Regions from separate parts of the Hordeum vulgare genome. Here region 1 is linked to region 2. The links are chromatin contacts, called in public Hi-C maps. All regions are on one chromosome and are shown on one strand. The core of a region is the stretch at or near the end of the contact, and the rest is flanking DNA. Distances in the headings are between cores, read along the strand shown.

Evidence for each region. Hi-C and Micro-C count contacts between places; a contact is called where the count stands out from the background.
Region 1: a contact with region 2 is called in a Hi-C map of leaf, with 4 times the contacts expected there. The contact joins the enhancer-like site here to the promoter of LOC123398016 in region 2. A contact is called at or near these places in 3 of 6 Hi-C or Micro-C datasets (leaf and seedling) and 1 of 1 datasets of contacts at active chromatin or transcription factors (embryo).

The regions. Positions count from the first base shown.
Region 1 is chr5H:434,191,478-434,196,947 of MorexV3_pseudomolecules_assembly, reverse strand. It overlaps LOC123397598 (putative disease resistance protein RGA1), which reads right to left. Exons shown (of 5, transcript XM_045092134.1): 2 at 484-1,377; 3 at 1-395. Among protein-coding and RNA genes, the nearest start is that of LOC123397598, 8.4 kb to the right of the region's middle. Within about 2 kb of position 3,102, at least 3 of the 3 cell types and tissues checked have open chromatin away from gene starts, as enhancers often do. A contact at or near this core is called in leaf and seedling, where this site is marked.
Region 2 is chr5H:433,553,984-433,559,531 of MorexV3_pseudomolecules_assembly, reverse strand. It overlaps LOC123398016 (2Fe-2S ferredoxin-like), which reads left to right and starts at 4,233. Exons shown (of 7, transcript XM_045092526.1): 1 at 4,233-4,410; 2 at 5,270-5,331. The coding sequence starts at 4,356. TRNAA-CGC (a tRNA gene) reads left to right here and starts at 3,965; the gene lies at 3,965-4,037. It overlaps LOC123397568 (dormancy-associated protein homolog 3-like), which reads left to right and starts at 940. Exons shown (of 4, transcript XM_045092101.1): 1 at 940-1,050; 2 at 1,202-1,496; 3 at 1,593-1,704; 4 at 1,838-2,341. The coding sequence starts at 1,220. The coding sequence ends at 1,865.

The DNA.
Region 1 (5,470 bases), core at 1,853-4,352, 640 kb before region 2:
ACCCAGGCATGAAAATTATATTCTTTGAATTGGGTATCATTGAAAACAATTTGTGCCAAGGCCGTCTTTCCTATGCCTCCGAGTCCAACGATGGGAAGGATGACAAGCCCTTCTCTGATATTGCTCGCAGAGAGCTCAGCCAGGATACTTTCTTTATCCTCACCCCTTCCTAAAATCCTTGGATCTTCAACCTTTGGTGTTGTTTCTGTTACATCCATGTCTTGCTCGAGGATGGAAGAAATCGCCCAAATAATATCTTCTTGATTAGAGTCATCGGAACCGTGCCTGTCCAACTCATCCTTTATCATCTCCAGTTTTGCCTCCATCGTCTCCACCCCGTTGGCCATGGGATTCTTCTTGCGAAGAAAACCAAGACAACCGGGTTTCTCTGTCACCTGCAACATATTTCAATAAAAAAAAAATCAAACTTTATGCTCGAGATCCATAAAATAATAGGGTGCTGGGTGTTAGTCAAGTTCGTACATCATCGTTCCAGGCAGCACTATCCATCACCGCGGACCATCTTCTAGCATCTTTCGACTGTAGCAAGCGCCCAAGTTTTTTAGCTGCCAATGGTAGACCCTTGCACTTGCTTGCAATCTGCCGTCCGATATGCTCCAACTCTTCTTTATCGGATTGATCGTTAAATCCACTTGTTTGCTTGACTATTGTCCAGCAAGTATCATCAGTCAGGGGGTTCAGCATGTGTGGTTTGACAGTACAGATTTTCTTGGCGATGGTTTGGCTGCATGTCGTCACTATCACGACCACCTTACTGCCCTTCCCGCCCACACGTAGCATGTGCTTGAAGTTCCTCCACTCACTGGAGTCCCCCGGCGCCTCCCCCACGCCATCTAACACAACTAGTACCTTCATACCATTATACAGGCCATGAAGACGCTCCGTTATATACTTCTTCCTATCTGAATCAGGGCCAAACCCCTCTTCTCCTGAAGCTAGAAAAAGCAGTGACTTCCCTATTTCAAGCAAGTCAAATTTTTCCGAGACATCCAACCATGCACGGAAGTTGTACCCTTTGAACTGGCTATCATTGAAGACTTCACGTGCCAATTTTGTCTTGCCTATGCCTCCAACTCCAACGAGGGGAAGGATGATGGTGCCGCTGGCAGGTAGCGTAGCCATTATCCTTCTCTTATCCTCAATCCTTCCTACTATATGTTCTTCAACTTCTTGAGCCTCTGTCCTTGTTTCAGCTTCTGAATCGTTGTCTTCATCGATGGTCATCAAACTGGACACATCAGACGATTCCTGCTTGACTTGCTTGAAAAAATCATCCTGCTTCATCTTGCTAAGTTTTGCTATCATTTCTTTCATCTTCTTCGCCATGATAACATTCTCAGCTGCAGTCTCTGTCATCTGCTAGGTATCAATGTTCAAACGTAAGCATTTTTTAGCATATATGAACCTTCTAATCAATAGTATACTGCTGCTGCTGCTACTACTACTACTGGTTCATGTTTCCACGCAAATCTTTTATATACCGAAAAGCACAATACTGCAGAAAAATAGAGGGACTGCTATAAATGCTCAAAAAAGGAAACATCCAGCCATTGATCTTATAGTAATAATCAGGCACAACCAATGTATATTCATAATTAGACTTACATAGTAATTCTAGTTAGATCATCACAATTGTATCTAATATTGCCAAACGAATCACATCTATTTGTACAAGTCCCATGAGACATCCGCTCAATATTGCTCTCTTCCATCGAAAAGTAAATGAGATTACTGTAGAACAAGGTAAATGAGATCGAACCAACCCATCACCCCGTCGTCTTCTCCCATACCCCATTTCCTTCTCCATATGATCTCGCAAGTTTATTTCATAAGAGCATCACCCCAGACGCATGCTCAGCACCCATGGATTAAAGGCCATGCATGCGATCCTTAAGTGATTAGAAATCAGGCAAGTTGATCAGATCGGCAAGCTCGATCATGAAGGTGTTTTTTGTTCGTATTGGGGCCACAAGTGCACACAAGGTCGCACTAAGATTTCTGCAATTGGGTATGTTCACCAAATCAATTGCTAGGAAGTTGGTTACTCCGTGTACTAAGATTTCTGCAAATGAGTATGTCTTGCCAAATCAGCTGCCATGAAGTTGTATACTTGCCAAAAAGGCTGCAAAAATGTTGCCTAGCAGATTATTTCTTATTGAGAATTTGCGGTTAGAAAAATGAACTGATAGGTGTTAACAACACGCTCATCTCAGCTCGACGTGCTCCATCGCGATCAGCCTACTCGAAATCTTAAACAAACTTTCTAACTCAACAAGGCCAGCAAACTATCATAGTCTGTGATCACGCCATTCACATATCGTGTACCTGCAAACATATTATTTGAGCTATCCTGTTCCTATGCCAGATCAAGGTAATGGCAGTGCTTGTAGGCATTCAACGAACATGTATAGAGCAGGAAATCACAGCAAATAAAAGAAAGGTCCTTTTTTTTTTGCGTTGCCTCCCGGGAGATTCTGGGGCATAGGCACTGGGTTCGGTGGTTCCGCGGGTCACCAATGGGCGGGATGACGCGGGAAGGAAGGGGGCGTCCGCCGTTGGTGCCGGAAGCCGGAGGGGCCAGCACCGACGACGCAGAAGACGGCCAAAGGGGGGCGGTGCTGGATGATTCTCACGGAGGCAGTGCAGAGGCAAGGAGCGTGAACACGGAGGAACATGGCGGCCGGGAGAGGTGCATGGTGATGCGGCGGCGCCTCTCCGTGAGCTTGGTGCGGCTTGGGCGTGCTAGGGGCGGAGGCGGCGAGCCAGGCGCCGACGCATTAGGCTAGCAGTGGAGCAGTGGAGCAGCGGGAGGAGGAGCGCGCGGGGTGGCTTGGAGCTGCCGGAGTTGGCGCGCGATGGGGTATTGGGTAGGTAGGTGATGGATCTTGAGAGCGACGGCGTGGAGGTACTCCGGCGAGGTTCCAGCGCGGAGATCGGCGGCTGGGTAGGAACCGCGGCGGCGGATGTGGATGGGAGGCAGTGGCCGTGGCGGCGGCTGGGAAATGTTTGCCACCCGTGGGCGCGCGCGGGTGCGATGGCCCGTCCGCCCGTGACGGAAGCTTGGCACCCGTCTCGGTGCGCCCCTATGTCTCGCTTACAGCGAGATGCAGGGAAGCCTCGCGTTAAGGAGAGCGAGAGATGGCCCGGCCCAGAAGCGCGGGGGGCCACAGCCTAGGTTTTATTGAACGTTTTTTTCTCTCTTGACTTTAGATTATATACTTCTAAATATTCTAAATAAATATATTACAAAAAAGTACACAAAACATATGAATAAACGTTACCAAGAATTTGAAAATTGTTATACTAATATATATATATATATATATATATATGAAAAATGTATACAAAGAATATACAATGTGTGTGAAAAAAGTCAATCATAATCAAAGTATTTGAAAAACTTAATTAAGCATTATAAAATATTAAATATGTATAGAAAAAATATAAAACACGTATTAAAAAATATTAATCTTCTATTCAAAAAATATGAATCATGAATTTGCAAAAATTAAATGTGTATAGAAAAGGAGGAAAACTGGTGGAAAAGGCATACAAATTTTATTAAAAAAGGATAAAAAAAAGAAAACAAGGACCAAACTAGTTACGAGCACTGAACGATACTATTTCAAGTATATATACAATTTCAAAAAATTGTTCATACTATTATGTAATAATACGGTAAAGAGCAGTCAAACACGAAAATAAAATCATGCCTCTCAGAAAAGCAAAATCGTGCCTCTCAAAAAGAAAAAAGAAAACACATTTTTTTCGTTTTCGGGAGGCACCGATGTTCGTCTCGCGAAGGCAAAATTATGTCTTTCATGAAAAAAAAAATAGCAAACACGTTTTCCATGCAAGAAGAAATTAAAAAAATCGTCGAGAAACTAAAAAAGACCGATGAAAAACCGAAACACAAAACAATCTAAAAAGCCAAAAACAGGTGTAAAAAAAAAACGAAATCTGAAAGAAAAACGCTCAAAGCACGACACATGACGGTGGCTTAAAACGAGCCAAGTGATGACGCATGGGAGTTCTTGCTGGCAGGGTCTCGAAGGACTATTCGCTGACTAGTTGCTCTCAAAAATTTAAGTCAAGGAACGATTCCTTCTGTGGATCCGTCTCGCCCTCAGGGCCCTCAGCAACAAGGCATATGGGAAGGCCTGGTAACTTACGTGTTTTTCGTTCACCCAGGTCTAATCGATGCTGCGCACATTCCTTTTTTTTCTTCAGAATGTTTTGTTTTTCTCTGGTTTTCTATGCCAATTGTTTGGTTTACTCATGTTTCATTTTTTTCCTTATTTTTCATCAGTTTCCTTTGTTTCATTCTCTGCGTTCACTGACTTTAACTTTTCTTTCTGTTTCTACAATTCTTTTCTTCCTAGTTTCTTCTCAGGTTTTTTTAATTTTAATTTTTCCTTTTTCTTGTATGCACTAGATTTTCTCTTGTTTTGTTGTTTTCCTTTTTTCATTTTTTCTCTACAATTTTTTTGACACATCTCTACAGGATTTTTGGTTACATCAAGAATATTTTTTGACACATCTCTACAGCGAGATGCAGGGAAGCCTCGCGTCAAGGAGAGCGAGAGATGGCCCGGCCCAGAAGCGCGGGGGCCAAAGCCTAGGTTTTAATGAACGTTTTTTTCTCCCTTGACTTTAGATTATATACTTCTAAATATTATATATAAATATATTACAAAACAATACATAAAACATCTGAATAAACGTTAACCAGGAATTTGAAAATTGTTATACTCATATAGATATATGAAAAAATGTATACAAAGAATATACAATGTGTGCGAAAAAGTCAATCATAATCAAAGTATTTGAAAAAACTTAATTAAGCATTATAAAAATATTAATATGTGTATATAGAAAATATTAACCACATATTAAAAAAATATTAGTATTCTATTCAAAAAATATGAATCAAGAATTTGCAAAATATCAAATGTGTATAGAAAAGGAGGAAAACTGGTGAAAAAGGCATATATTTTTTATTAAAACAGATAAAAAAGAAAATAAGGACCAAACTAGTTACGTGCAGTGAACGAGACTACTTCAAGTATATCTACAATTTCAAAAAAACTGTTTATGCTATTATTATATAGTACAATAAAGAGCAGTCAAACGCGAAAACATCTTAGAAAAATAAATAGAAAATATGTTTTTTCGTTTTCGAGAGACACCGATGTTCGTCTCGCGAAGGAAAAGTCATGTCTTTCATGAAAAATAAAATAAAAAACATGTTTTTCAAGCCAAAATGAATGAAAAAATCGTCTAGGAACTACAAAAGGCCGGTGAAAAACCGAAACACAAAAAAAATAATCTAAAAAGCCAAAAACAGGTGCAAAAAAATAAAAAAATAAAATTCTGAGAAAACTTTCAGAGCACGACACGTGACGGTGGCTAAAAACGTGTCAAGTGATGGTGCGTGGGAGTTCTTGCT
Region 2 (5,548 bases), core at 2,984-5,483:
CGCCGCATTTAAGGGCACCTAGTGGAATCACGACATCTCGCATTGTGTGAGGGCGTGAGGAGAATACGGTGGTCTTAGTGACATCTTGGAGAGCATTGTGCCTCCACAATGCTCTAACGGAGACATACTTCCCCTCGAAGGGAAGGAACTTCGAAAACACATCCTCGTCTTCATCGATTCCATTTGTGGTTTACTTTTTCCTTTACTTGTATTTCTTACTTGTTTGTTATTGTTGGTGTTAGCATCATATAGGTTGCTCACTTAGTTGCTTGTCTAAATAACCTATCTATTGTTAAACTTAATTTGTTAAAGAAAACCTTAAAATTAGTAGTTGTCTATTCACCCCCTCTAATCATATCATATCGATCCTTTCACCTCGCTAACTCGAGGGTATGATATGTTGATCCCTCGTTTACTCGTTCATGTGTTTGCTTCATATGTTGCGTTCATAGATGTTTTGATTCTATGTACTGTTTGTATACACATGTTTAGATATCGGTATGAGTCGGCGATTGCCATGCTTATCATTTACTCATAGATTAGTCTAGTTGTAAAAGTGCTCATTTTCCAACGGGACACTGCCATTGTGCATGCCCTCGGCTTCTCATGATCCATTTTGCAGGCTGAGCCGACTCAGCACTCCGATATCAGCGGGAATCCGCATCCCAGACTGTTTTTATCCGATAATAACGACCCTATCCGGCTTGTTTGACTCATCATCCGCAATTACCGATGAAGATCCTGAAAACAACCCCATTTTATCCAGTTCCACCCTATCCGTTTCCTAATTCCTGATGGCTAAAAAACTGCGCCGGCTACGCTGGACCGCAGGAGCCGAGCCGAGCCGAGCCGATCGAGCCCGGAAACAGAAAGATGGGCAATCCAAAGTTGCGTATGCCCTCCAAATATCTCGCCTACGTCCCCTCCCCACCCTTCGGCCTCATCCATCTATAAAACTCCACCCGCTCCCTCCCTCCAACAAAGAAGGAAAGAAGGAAGGAGGATACACTGCGCCTGCGCCTGCGCCACACACACCCCTCGACACCAAAGGTAATAATCATCTCCATCCCCTCTCCTCTCTTCCTCCCTCTCGGCCAAGAACACGCGAGGCAAGAACAAATTTAGAGGAAGAGGAGATGATGATCGTGTATGTAAACTCAGCTCCTGATCTATCTAACCACGTAACTGCGACTGCGCGCAGGTTCCCGGATCCTGTTCCATGGGGCTTCTGGACCAGCTGTGGGACGACACGGTGGCCGGGCCGCGGCCGGACCACGGCCTCGGCAGGCTCCGCAAGTACGCCTCCTTCTCCCCGTCCTCCGCGGCGGCCGGCACGACCGCCGCGCCGTCGGCCGACCTTGCGGCGCCGGCCGTGACGCGGAGCATCACCATCCTCCGCCCGCCGGCCCTGTCCGTGACGTCCCCGCGCAGCGAGTCCGGCTCCGGCTCCGCGCCCTCGTCCCCGGCCAGCGTCCCCGACTCCCCCTTCGGCACAGGTACCTCCTTATGCACAATAACACCTTTGCCTCCTATTTTTATCTCGTACGACGTGGCCGGCGTGATGTGGCTGACATGCTTGCTTGTGGTTGCAGCAACGACACCCAGGGGAGAGGGCTGGAGCAAGCTGCGCCGCAAAGGCAGGATGGCCGCCGACGGGGCGGACGCCAGCCCCGGCACCCCCAGGAGCCCCACCGTCTACGACTGGTGCGTTGGCTTCAAACCGAATATCCCCTATTGTTTTTGAGCGCGTCGCATGATGAAACTAGCAGATCCAACCAACATGACACTGGTCTCTGGTAGCCACAAATCTGATTCTTCCCAACCGTGTGTCTGGCAGGGTGGTGATCAGTTCGCTGGACCGCTAACCGTGAAAAAAGAAGAAGCAGATCCACAAGACGGAGGAGAACTGCAGGAGCACAACGAGAGTAGCCGCAAACTACGTATGACCGGAAGATGGAACCCTGTCCCAGTAGTATATGCTATCAGTTATGTACTACTACTTCCGTTGTAAACTAAACATCATCCACTCCACGTGAGCTGGTGCTAGTTTTCGTAGCCAAGGATGTGTGCCACCGCGTAGATAGCTGAAGGAGAAGAGTTCGTAGTAGGCAACCGGCGACGTGCAACCACCTGAGGCGAATGAGACCGAGATGTGAAGCGTGTGTAAATCCTACCAGTGGTAGATGTAGATGAAGAGGGGATGCTGAGCTCTGGCCGTCAGGCTCTCCCCCTGCTGTTCTGTAGTCTGTACAAGGCCCGCGGGCAGCATGTGCTGATGCATGCAGTGTAAAATATGTCTGCAATAATGCATGGCTAAGTGAACCTCCACTCCTTTTGATTATTGTCAGTGTCAGGCATCCCGTTGGTTGGGCTAGTTGAAGAAATGGCACCAATAATTTGCTCGACTTGATTCGAGTGTGGTGTCAGGCCGATGTGAAGGTTATCTGATTCACTGTGCTCAGTCTTCTTTGTACGGTTAGGGTCAAAAGGATGGGCCTCTTGATGTTTGACAGATCGGCGGGTGTACTTGCTCGTGATACTGATGGCACGGCACAGCACGGCGCACCTCATATGATATGCCGACGAGAGCTAGGATATTTATCGATGGGTCGTTGAGGGCTTTGGTTAAGATTTTCAATGAAGATCATGACGGAGCTTGACGAGGGTAACGCATGGCTAAGGCCTAGTTTAGCAGCATGGTCTTTTTAAAACCGAAGTGAATCTCTAGTTTTTCTTTGAGAGAGAGAGAGAAAATAGTGAATATTCAGTGCTTAGGGCTGGTTCAGAAACGGCACCAATAATTTGCTTCGTCGGATTCCTGGTGTCAGTCAGACCCCCGGGACACTGTCTGAATTTTCCAGGGTCGCCGTCTTCCTTTGTACTACAGGGTCAAACGGATGGGGCTGTTGATGCTTGACTGGCCATCAATTTGTGTGGTGATCGATGTCGACGACATGGCACCACTCTTCGTCAGGACCGGGATATTTACCATCTTTCGTTGCTTAGCCGGCGTTCCGATTCCCTCCGCTCCACGACTCCGCGCCGGAACAGAGTGGAGTCCAGTTAAAAGTTTTAGAGCTGGTCCAAGCTCCGCGGAGCGGAGCATTGCCGAACAGTGCCTTAACCTGGATGAAAATTCAGGAGGAACTCCACGAGATTTGGGGAGCCATATCATATATATTTGGGGTCGCTGGCACGGCTCCGCGCGGCGTGCCATGATGACTTGCCGCACCGTCCCGTGGCAACGGTACCATTTCCGTCCACAACCAATGTTGCTGCGGCGGGGGTTGGGCTGATGTTGATGAGCTGATCTGCTGCGCTGTCCCTTGGAGGGAGCAGTGCACGGCCATCGTGTGCTGCGCGGATGGCTCAGCCGCGCGCCACGCCACGCTACCCATGGGCGTTTCTGGAACCTGTCTCCTGCCCGGAGGGTCACGCCGTGTCCGCCCGGGGTTGGCCACCCCACCCTCCGGGGCCCGGCAGCGCCTCGCCTTCCCACCGCTGCTCCCCTGCTGCCTGCATGTGAGGGAATCGGGCGACCTGTCCGCAGTGAGATTAACTTAGCCACAGATGGGAATGGACCAGCGCTGCTGATGGAGTGATGGTGCTTTGCTTTAGGACCAAGGCTCCATCGATCGAACCGTAACAGTTGATCACGCGACGCTGCCACGTACGGCGTTGGTATAGAAGCTTGGGGAGCAGCTGCTGGTCGGACGTTTCTCCCGTCCGCATGAGGGAAAGGGAAATGCTCCATGCAGGAAGTATCACTCTGCGAACTACTCCCTCCGTTTCTAAATATAAGTCTTTTTAAGATATTTCACTAGGAGTCTACATACATTTTCGTCTTACCACACGCTCTTTTTCCGCACAAGTTATCAGTTGTTGCTCATTTGAAGATGGAACCTAACCTTTCAGCTCTTGGTCGAAATGAATATTACGTTTCAGATCTCCCATATGGCATCTTGGGGACGTAGCTCATATGGTAGAGCGCTCGCTTCGCATGCGAGAGGCACGGGGTTCGATTCCCCGCGTCTCCATTTTTATTCCTTTTTCCGTGTGCTTTTTGTCATCATATTTCCCTGAAATCAGATCGCTGCCGTATTTTGAGGATCAGTTTCAGAAGATTCCAGCGTAGCGTGGCTTTATCGACAAGCTGGAGAAATGGCCCAACTAAAAAGATTCGCGACCGTCTCCATAGTTGGGCTACCCTCCCGGCCCAGTTGCTCGGCCCGCGCTCCCTACTTCCTCCCCAAGCGAAGCGGAACTCCTCTTCCTCCTCCGCTGATCCTCCCAAACCCGCGCCCCGAATCTGCTGCCGCCGCTGCGTCCGTGTCGGCTCTGTCCCGCCGGCGAGGATGTTGTCGAGGATCTCCCGCCTCGGCGCCCACGCCCTGAGCCGGGCGAGGCTAGGTGAGCTCTCCTCCCCACTCCACCGTCGCCCCTCGACTCCGCGATTTCATTCACCTCTGCTGCGGTGCTGTTTTATTTGGAGGATGTCTCGGTTAGGATTAGGGGGGCCGCGAGTGCGTGATTCTGATTACCGAGTTACTCAGAAGTACCCCGTTGGTTTCCCTGGTGGTCACCTGGGGCGGGGTGCCCTGTCAAATTTGTGCTCGGCTCAGCGTGCTACGGCCCCGGGTGTTAATTCCAGGCCATTCGGATGCAATGGCGTGCATAGGTTCGAGTTTGTGGATATGGGCAGGCTGATGATGAGTTGATCGACATCCGGGAGCAAATGTGAGGGTGCTTTGATGAAGCAGCAGAAGCAGCTGCATCGAGGGGATGCACCTGTTGGTTGTGGTCACGCAGAGCTAATCCTACATCTGGTGGTTGGCAAGGAGGCACTAGTCATGCTCACATTTCCATAGCTTAAACGTTGGAATAACAATGTAATGTTTGTTTTGTGTTTTTTTAAGGTGACCCATACTATTCATGCTATTCCTCTTTTATGTTTAGATCCACATTTTGGAAGAAATGTATGTTTAGTTATTCTTGATATGTGCCTCTAATGTCTGATAACTCCAGTGCACCGTACAATAGTAAGGTTGTGGTACACCCTGGTATCTAAGTTCATTGGGATTTTTTTCCGGAAGTTCTTCTGGCCAAGTCATCCCTTCATGACTTAAATACCCTTGATCCCTCTGATATTTTTGACTAGTGCCTTCAGTAAATTTTTAAGAGAATACATTCTTTAAACTGGCATGCTTGTCGGTTTGTTGTGATCATCTTCCATTTCTCTATGTCCACTGAATTATTCTGACATTATCAGGTCAAAAGTCAGTAAATTCAAGGAATCAGGAAGAACCAATTAGAGCTTGTATGAACTATGTGGTCAGCTCTCTCTCTCTCTCTCAAAAGTTGCATTGTTAACTTGTCTACCTTTACTGCCAACTTATACAAAGGAGTATCCATGGTTGCTGGAGTTGTCGATTTGCTAGGCCTTCAAGCATTTTTTTTGTTGCAGGGAAGTTCATCAAGCAATCCTAACTGTACTGTTAACCTGGAGAACTCTTAATCATTAAAAATGTTGACATTATATAGTTTACAT